3 separate regions of the Mus musculus genome follow, and regions 2 and 3 are each linked to region 1. Evidence: chromatin contacts called from public HiCAR-type and HiChIP or PLAC-seq data. All regions are on one chromosome and are shown on one strand. The core of a region is the stretch at or near the end of the contact, and the rest is flanking DNA. Distances in the headings are between cores, read along the strand shown. Region 1 holds the start of 4930583K01Rik (RIKEN cDNA 4930583K01 gene). Region 2 has its middle 49 kb from the start of Gm46018. Region 3 holds the start of Plekha7 (pleckstrin homology domain containing, family A member 7).

What was found. HiCAR-type assays count read pairs that join an accessible place to other places. HiChIP or PLAC-seq counts read pairs in DNA pulled down with a chosen protein or histone mark.
Region 2: a HiCAR-type map of astrocytes shows a contact between it and region 1, with 4 times the contacts expected there. The contact joins the enhancer-like site here to the promoter of 4930583K01Rik in region 1. A contact is called at or near these places in 3 of 39 promoter capture datasets (the C10 cell line, hippocampal neurons and pre-B cells) and 2 of 115 datasets of contacts at active chromatin or transcription factors (astrocytes and large pre-B cells).
Region 3: a contact with region 1 is called in an H3K4me3 HiChIP or PLAC-seq map of pro-B cells, with 8 times the contacts expected there. The contact joins the promoter of Plekha7 here to the promoter of 4930583K01Rik in region 1. A contact is called at or near these places in 2 of 39 promoter capture datasets (hippocampal neurons and pre-B cells), 1 of 115 datasets of contacts at active chromatin or transcription factors (pro-B cells) and 1 of 9 other capture datasets (adipose tissue).

The regions. Positions count from the first base shown.
Region 1 is chr7:118,242,388-118,245,225 of GRCm38.p6, forward strand. 4930583K01Rik (RIKEN cDNA 4930583K01 gene) reads left to right here and starts at 1,520. Exons shown (of 2, transcript NR_027879.1): 1 at 1,520-1,578; 2 at 2,341-2,838. It overlaps Smg1 (SMG1 homolog, phosphatidylinositol 3-kinase-related kinase (C. elegans)), which reads right to left and starts at 1,250. Exons shown (of 63, transcript NM_001031814.1): 1 at 818-1,250. The coding sequence starts at 903.
Region 2 is chr7:116,607,103-116,610,202 of GRCm38.p6, forward strand. No RefSeq gene overlaps it. Among named protein-coding and RNA genes, the nearest start is that of Gm46018, 49 kb to the right of the region's middle. Within about 2 kb of position 1,414, at least 37 of the 459 cell types and tissues checked have an H3K27ac peak or open chromatin away from gene starts, as enhancers often do.
Region 3 is chr7:116,306,838-116,309,931 of GRCm38.p6, forward strand. It overlaps Plekha7 (pleckstrin homology domain containing, family A member 7), which reads right to left and starts at 1,539. Exons shown (of 27, transcript NM_001305185.1): 1 at 1,414-1,539; 2 at 1,235-1,311; 3 at 1,088-1,145. The coding sequence starts at 1,496.

The DNA of each region.
Region 1 (2,838 bases), core at 270-2,769:
ACATCAACTTCTACTGAAAGACAGGTTTTATACATTTAGGAAGTCCTAGGCACTGTTAAAGCTCAAGTAGTCTCTGAATACTTGAAGCCTTTACTCAGCAAAGAATGGGAACCTACATTAAGTATAACCAGTCCATAATCAGAAAGAACTGACTAGAAATAGTTTTTCTTTCGTATTTTTCTCTTAATATTTTAAATCCAACCAGACTCCAATTCCTTCATGCAAAACGAAATTTCTCTACTCCTGAGAATACAAATTCACTCCAAAGCGCCCTGGGAAATTACTGTTTCCAGAAAAACTATTTCTGCAGTTGGGGAAAACTTAAAATGCCCCAGTGCCTGATTGTGTCGATTTCATTCACAGTCCCATAATCTCATCTTTTGGTCGACTAACATCCTGTCTAAAGTCAGAGGAAGACCTCGGTAGAGTTCTCAGCTTTTAAAATACATTAATTAACACGTGGGAGTCCAGAAGGACGCAGAGTTAAGGTGGTCTTTGGCATGAGGACTGGACGCGGAGCCGAGGAAGTTAATAGGTAACAGGGAGGGTTCCTGGACCTCAAATCTCAACTTGGAGTTAGACGGCAGTGGAACGTCCTCCTCCACCCAAGCTCAGAGCCACTGCTCCAGCCATCCGGCTGAGGCGGCCAGCCGGGCACAGAGGCCTCCGCTGCCCGCAGCTTTCCTGCCGGACCAGGCCCGGAGGACACCCAGGAAGCCGCGCCCGGCTCCAGGGACCGCGGGCCTAGGCCGCGCCTCCCAGTCCCGCGGGCCTAGGCCTCGGCCAGCTCCAGGCGAGGCTCGACGCGGTCACCCACCTGGGTTGCCAGTCATTCCAGCTCCGCGGGTACTTGGTGCCGCCGCCGCCGCTGCTCAGCCGAGACCCCGGGGCTCTGCGGCTCATTACCTTCCCCGACACGACATGGCCAAGCGCCGCCGCCCGAAGAAGCGCGAGTCGCCGCCTGAACCGGCCGCCGCCGACACTGCGATCTGGCCCGGGGCTGAGGAGGAAGCCGCGGAGGGGGCGGCGGAGGGCGGGGGAGGCGGACGGCCGTTCCGGGTTCCGCTGGAGCCCGCAACGCAGGAGCAGGAGGCGGGAGCGGCGCGGCGAGGGGGAGGCGGAGGCAGGCGAGGCGACGTCTCTTCCAGGGCAGCGCGCGGCCCGCGACGCTGGGGCCCAGGAGGACGAGGACAGCGAGGAGGCGGTGGCGGCGGCTCCTCACGCTCACACGGCCACGGCTTCCCCGCCTCCCGGCTCCGCCCGCCGCGCCGCCGCTGCCGCACGGCATGCTGGGAGCGAGGGGCGGTGCCGGCGCCCTAGGAGCCTGGAGAGGGGCGGGGCTCGGGGTGAAAGGCGGGGCTATTGGTCACAGAATATGGACTAGAGGCGGGGCTTATGACAGGGGTAGGGTCACCTAGGAGGGGCGGTGCCGGCGCGCCCCAAGCCTGGAGAAGAAGGGCGGGACTAGTTGGGGCGTGGTCTGTGGCTGCTGAACCTGGAGAGGGGAGGGGCGAAAGTCAAAAGGCGGGACCTGCTCGAGAGGCACTGGAGTTCTGAGAGCCTAGACTTCAAGGCGAGGTCCGCGTTCGCGTAGCTAAAAGGGGTGGGGCTTTGAGGAGAAGGCGAGAACTACTGGAGAGCAGGGACCCGAGCGGACCTCCCTGGGCCTCCTGAGCAGCAGCTCTGTCTGCGGGTGGTAGAGAGCAATGTGGACTCGTCGCGGGGCATCATGGGAGAGGGGATCTCCACCCCGGGTCCACACACGCCCTCCCATACACTCGGAGGACCGGCAGTCAGGTGTGAACAGGCGTCCAATGGAGGACAGGAGGGGGAGCGTGCCCTTGAGCGCTAATGCGCGCACACAGATGTGCCCTTGGCGCTCACGTGCGTCCACCTGCCTGCCACCGTCTTAAGGGAAAAAGTCAGAATAGTAAAATCGAGGAAGGGGAAGTGAAAGCGACACCTTTTCAACCCCTACCTGAAATGTCATGCAGTCCTGGTACATATTTTCCAAAAGTGAAAAACAACGCCTGCTTCCTGCCCCATGAACTGTGCTCTGTAATCTGGTTCCTTCTAGTAGTAAGAGGCCTGTTACCCACACTCTCCTGAAAGAATTCGATAAAGCACTGGGCACATTATGTGAACGCAATATACTCCTTTGTGTGCGTGTTTACATGTGAAGTACAGAGAACAACCTCAAGTGTTGCTCATAAGCCTCCAGCTACCATGTATTTTGAGGCAAGGTCTCTCTCTCACTAGCTGGCCAGAGAGCCCCACGAATCTTCTGTTTCCTCAACGCTGGCTTTACAAACGGTGACACCATTTCTGGCTTTTTTTCAGGTGGTTTCTCGTGTGTGCGGGGCAAGCACTTTAATGACTGAGCTATCTCCCTAGCTGCAGGCTCAACTTTAAAAATAGCCGAGATACACATCAAGCAAGTATTTAAACCTTTTCCACATAAAGTTTTTAGGCCATCCATCGTTTTGCCTCACAAGAGAAGTATGTATACATCACTTAAGTAATTCAAAATTGTTACCAAGGACATGGCTCAGAAAGTAGAATGCTCAAAGCAGGAGCAAGCACGAATCACTGGGTTCCATCCCCAGCACCCCATAAATGCAGCATGACGATGTGTCTGTAACCCTAGCATTCAAGAAATGGAAACCGGAAGTTGTTCAGGCTCACCTTCCGCAAACCTGGCCTACATGGGACACTGCCTACCCAACCCCCAAGAAATAAAACTATCACTAAAGTACTTAATTATCAGGCGATATCTCCCTATGAGTATATCCCTTACATTTTTCCACCATCTGATCCTGAGTATGCCCACAAATCCGT
Region 2 (3,100 bases), core at 164-2,663, 1.6 Mb before region 1:
GCACAGCATCTCCACCAATGGAACAACAGAAGCTGGGGTCTGAGTAGAGTCTGGGGCATGGTGGGACCTCAAGTGGAAAGCCAATGGTGGAGAAGGTGGTGTGGGAGGGGGAGGTTGGGGAATTGGATGTCTCCACCAGGAGGGAAGTAAAAGAGTGTATAGATCCAGAAGGGGAAGTGGGTGAAGGGGTGGGGGCAGGGGTGGATAGAGTGGGGTGGGACAGGATGGGAAGGAGGGGCCTGAGGTGTGTGTGTGTGTGTGTGTGTGTGTGTGTGTGTGTGTGAATCTGGAAGAGGTAGAGGACACGGAGAAGATGGCCTGAGGTGGGCTTGGGAGAGTGGGGGGTGGGGGGGTGGGGGGGGAAAGCCTTGGTTTCTTAAGGTGTCAGGATAGGTGTTGGGAGACAAGTGACAAGGAATTTTTTAGAGACCAAATTAGTAGATTTTCTCAGCTAAGGAAATAAGTCAATTCAAGCGGAATTAGAAGTAAAAAAGGGCAGGTTTATTTGGGAACGACTCCCATGCGAGTTTGCCAGCCTCAGTGGGTGAGACCGGAAAAAGTCTTGGGCAGGCTGTGACAGGGAAGTTTTTTATGGATTGTAGGCGAAGGATAATCACGTGTCTGCTACACGCTGGGCTTGTGCCCTGTTGTGGTCATCTTTTGGGGGGGGGGAAGGGGGGCTTAGGTGGCTGGCGACTTCAGGGGCGGGGTTGGGACAGCTGTCAGGAACTGGGCTTGGGTGCCTTTCTTCTGCTCAGAGGCTTTCCGGAGTGGGGGTTGGAGAGAGGGAGGGATCGAGTTTACTGACTTGGGGGTGGTGGTGGTAGGGATAGGGAGATGGGTGAGGGGGCAAGCTGGAGGCTCCAACTGAACACAGAACAGCAGAATAATCCCTAGAAGCAAACTGTTTAAGCTGAACAGGTGGGTTTAAACTAGAGCCCCACTGATCAATATAAGCTGCCTGATCAGGACGCGTGGGGGCCGATGAAACCTTGAGCCAGACTGCCTTCACGATAGCGTTGTCCAGGGAACTGGTAGATGGTCATTTCACTTCAGAAGAGGAGCAGTTAATCTCAAAGTAAGTGCGCAGCCTTTCTTTTCCCATATTCCTCCGCAGCTCCTTGGGAGAAATTTTTTTTTTAGCGCATACACCAAAGGGGTGAGAATTTCGAGTCGATGGTCCTCAACTTAATTGACTAAAGGAAGTTCTATTATGACCAAGTTAAATGAGAGAAGACCCCACTAAACACCTGCCACAGCTCCCTTGTTGGTGGGACTCATCGAAACTCCACGTGTAGTAGGGACAGTTGACTCCAGGATCGGATTGGTATGGCTGGAATTTCCCTCTGTCCTGGAGAGGAAAGACTACCCGCCCCCCATCCCACTCCACCCCACCCCAACCCCAAAAAACAAAAAACAAAAAGACGAATGATTGAGTGCCACCTAGTGGCAGAATCCAGAACAAACAGCCGTAGACTCTCCAAGGATCAAAAAAAAAAAAAAAAAAAAAAAAAAAGCACGTAGGGGCTGCCACCTAGTGGCACAATGCGGAAAACCCGGCAGAATCAGCTTTAGCTCCACTTTTCTTCTGGGGAGGCAAGAGCCAGGAGGCAGGGTGGAAGGGTGGATAGAGGGGAGGACAGGACTATTAATTAAGGACTCAGAACTCCTAATTTGCTTAATCAGAGTGGTTGTCAGTAATTATCTCAGGTACATAATTACATTGGAGGTATCAGGGAGATTCCCCTGGCTCCGTGAGGAGCCGTATTCCTGGCCAGGCAGAGGTGGTGGTGGTGGTGGTGGGGTGGTAGTGAGGGGGCCGGCCCTGACAAATTTTCCAGGGCCGCCCTCCTCGCAGTGAGTCTGGAGAGATATTTTCCCAAACAGGAAGACAGAGTCCTCTTAACACTCTCAAGAGTACTGAATTAAGTTCTGGGTACTGAATTAAATTCTGTTTCTGGTTTCTAGTTCCGGTTGATGGAAGGGGAGACTTCTGGCTAAGGAGACACCCCAAAGAAAGGGCTTCTTTTCCAGATCAGGGATTTAGGTCCAAAGAAGACCCAGTTCTTTTGGAAGCCCTCTTCCTGATTTAGTCCTCCTACACTAAACTAGCATGCCAGTAGTAGGGTTACCCTGTATTCTGGTTATACCTCTTATGAGAGATCTGGTTTTGGGATTGCTGAGTGAATGTTTGGCCAACTGTGTAAATAATGTAAATGATTAAATGCATGACAAGAAAGTTTGACCCAGGTAGTTGTAGTTGTTTGATTTTGTCACTGGTGGTTCTGTTTTGTCTCCTCGTCCTATTTGTCTCCAATCCTCTTGGTCTCTGAGAAATGTCTTGGTGCCCAACTTCAGGGATTTAGCATTTTAAAAGGCAAAACCACAGAGATGTATCAAAGTTCCACCAGGGTCAGAGTAATCCTCCAGCATTCACTCCTGGCAGAGCGCAGCAGTTATTTTAGACCGAACTTGGTGATTATTTTTGTAAATACTTCTGTAAATACTAGGAGTCAAGGTCATGGAAATCTCAAATGTGCTGCCGAGGCGGATATAACCGAGGCAGGAGTGGGGCAAAGGGCTGAGAATTATCAAAGCAAACACAAAATGGAGTCAGAACAGGATGCCATTGCCTTAGCCATTTCAAAGCAAATGTCAGGTCCCGTCTACTCAAGGCCAGAGGTTCACAAAGTGGATTGACCCTAAATGTGTCTACCACAATTGGGTCTAACTATCAGGAGCTGAGTAAATTCAGGGACCATGGCTAACACACACACAAGCTTCAACGTGTTTATGATTATTGATGCGGGAGATACTTGGAGCTAATGTCTGTAGGGAGTGGTATGCCTAGGACCATCTCTTCCAGGACATGTCCTTGAGAGCAGCCCTCCCATGACTTGAATCTTGCCTTTGATAGGAGAACTATTTTGAGAAACTCACCAGCAAAACAGAGCCCAGAGTATTCCGGGCAGCTGCTCCCAGACTCCAGGCGAACGATATTGGCTCAACCCTGAAATGGGACTCGTTTCAAGGGGACGGTTCCTTCCTTCTGGATTGAGCAGATGCTGCAGCGGAGGACATGTGTCCACTCAGAGCAAGG
Region 3 (3,094 bases), core at 289-2,788, 1.9 Mb before region 1:
ATTTTCCGCACAGCAGTCACCGTTACCTGCTATTATTATTTGTTCACTCTTTGTTCCCTTTCCTCCCGTGGGTTACAAATTGACGAACAGAAATAGTGAGCACCTCCCTTGCATAGAGCACATCCATCAGCAGCCACTATACAAGAGTCCCATGTGACAAAGGAGGCTCGGGGACTTTCTTCACATATTCTGATCCAGATCTAAACATTGTTTCCAAGTTGGTGAAGAAATGAATTCTGAGTCACGGTCGCGCACAGTACACCGAGTGCCAGTCAAACCATGGAGCGCCAGACCTTTGGCTAGTTCATTCATTCCATAAACAAACATTTACAGAGCTCCTACTCTATGCCAGGCACCGACTGACTGGGGCAAACGATCAAAGGCAAGTTCTGACTCCCAGGACCCACAGGAAGCAGAGGGAGGAACGCTGCAACACAGGCACCTTGCCCGACTGGGAAAAGTGAAGACTGTACACTCGTGTCCCCTTACAACTTCGAGATCAGATCCACGCGGACCAACAGACCAAGAATAACTTGGGACAGCGCCCAGAGGCTCAGGCGGCAAAGCTCCCGTTCTACTAGCCCGGGCAGAGCAGATCGTCCGCGTTCCTCGGCGTTCGGCGCCCGCCGAAGACGCGCGGGTAGAGTTCCAGGAATATCATTGGCTGCCTGGGAGCCCCACCCCCATCCCATCCCTGAGAAGCAAGGATGCGGCGGCCCGGGTCGCGCTCCAACTCTCCACGGCGAGCCCAGCCAGCGCGGCTAGAGTAGCGTCGGGGCCCCTCTTCCCCCTCCCCCACGCCCAAGCCCTCAGGCCACACTCCCGACCCACGCGAGCCCTACTCCCCGCCACCCGCCACTGTGCCCAGCGCAGGCCCCCGGGGTAGGCGTGTCCCGGGGGAGCCTTGGAGTTTGCAGGCTCGGCCACCGGCGGGCGGGACCTGGCCAGGCCCCCTGCGGCGCTGCGAACCCCCGTACGCAGCCGTCCCCCCGAGCCCGCCACCGTCAAGCAAACAAACCCCGAGCGCCGAGCCCGCCAAGGCTGCGGGAGAGCAAGGCAGGTGCGGCCGCGGTGCGGATTCACTTACTCGATGAAGAAGCTGGCGCCCTCCTCCGTGAAGCCCTCCTCCCAGCCGCGCGGCAAGTCTGCGGGAAGGCGAGAAAAGTTGGTCAAACTAGCGCAGCCGTGGCGACCCCGCTCCGCACCCTGCATCCCGCACCGACCCAGCGCCCACCTGAGCGGATCATGTGACCCGAGTTGACCGGTTCGCCGGTCCGCGGGTGCAGCCAGGTCGTGCAGCGGAGCTGGTCACTACGGGAGAGGTGCACCTGTTAGCGCCGCCGCCCTCCACGCCCGCCCGCGGCCCCAGCCCCAGCGCACGACCCCGTCCGGGTGTCGCCGCCCCTCACGCACTTGATGAAGAAGACGCGGCCGTCCCGACAGACGCCATAGGACCAGTGCTCAGGTAGGGTGTCCCGCCCGACCGCAGCCGCCATGTTCGCCCAGCGCCTGAGCCCCGGGCCGGGGGAGGGGGGGGGATGGGTTAAGGGGCGGGGTAAGGGGCGGGGCGAGGAGATAGGGGTGCAAGTTGTTGGACAGAGTGAGTGGGAGGGACGAGAAACGGGGAGCTGGAGTAACTAGGAGTTGGAACAAGGAGTTGGGTAGGGATAGGGAGGGGAGGACAAGATCTGAGGAGGGATAGGGAGAAGGGTGCATTGGAAGAAATGAGGGGGAGAGCAGGAAGGAGTGGAGAGGGGCTGAGACAAGAGGGACTTGGACCGACCCTACTGGGTTCCCCTGTGGTGGGTGCAGCGTGGGCTCCCAGCCTTGGTGACTCGCAGTTCGAGGTCACGGCCGGTGCTTCCAAAGTTCACTGGTGGAAGGCCGGCCGGAGCAAGGCACAAGGCCCCGCAGCCTTTGTCCCCGAGACTCGCGGGCGAAGGAACAGTCTAGCCCCCCCCCATCCCCCACCCTTGACACACACACCCTTGCTCCAGGAAAAGCAGGCGACCTGCACACCTCTGCTTCTCCTCCCCCCTACCCCGGAAGTGTGCTTCTTTCTTAGACAAGGAACACCGAACAGGTTTCTGCTGGATTCCGGAGCAACCTCCAAGTCTAATGTAAAATAGGAGAAAAGCTTGCCTGTGATTCCAGGCCTGGGGAAACTGAAACAGAAGGATTGCTGAGAGTTGGAAGACACAGAACTGCTTGACAGAGTTTCAGTGCAGCGCGGGTTACTATGAGACTCTGTCTCAAAAAACAAAAAGGTAGGGGCTGGAGAGATGGCTCAGCAGTTAAGAGCACTGACTGCTCTTCCAGAGGTCCTGGGTTCAAATCCCAGCAACCACATGGTGGCTCACAACCATCTGTAATGGGATCCGATGCCCTCTCCTGGTGTGTCTGAAGAGAGCAACAGTGTACTCACATACATTAAATAAATCTTTAAATTAAAAAAAAAAAAATGCGTGTCGTCCCCCCCCCCCCCCTTCTGAAGCTGTAGAGATCACAGGCAAAAAAGAGAATGCTGGGTCTGGATCTCCCTGCTCTCATTTTGGAAGAGCTGTCAAGCCGAGCTCTTTACCTACTTAGGTCTTGGGGAGCGCTCCTGAACCCCCCAGAGTAAAAGGAAACCCTTAGCTCACTCATTTGCTCCTAATTGACGTTTGTGTGTTTACTCTTTTGCGTCAGTTGGACAAGAGAAGGGGTTTTGGTCTGCCCCAAACTCCAGGACCTGGGCGCCTGAACTATCTGCCTCAGCCTTTAAACTGCAACTCCTCAGCAGCAGAAGAGCAGAAGAATGCAAAACACTCAGACACTCTGTCACATTGCAAGTGGGCGGAGCAGCAGCCGGAAGCTAGGCGCTGGGCAAGGGTCAGGCCAGCCTTGCAGAGACAAAAGCTGCGGGTCTAAGGAGTCTCACAAGAGGGTGCAACTGTCTGCACTGGGCACTGGAATGAGAGATCAGTAGGATGGACCCTGAAGGGGGCACAGCCGGAGCTCTCCCGGTGTTTCTTGACCTGTGGGTCGCGAGCCCTTGGGGTAGCATGTCAGATATCTATTCTGTATATCAGATATTTACCTGCATTATGATTCT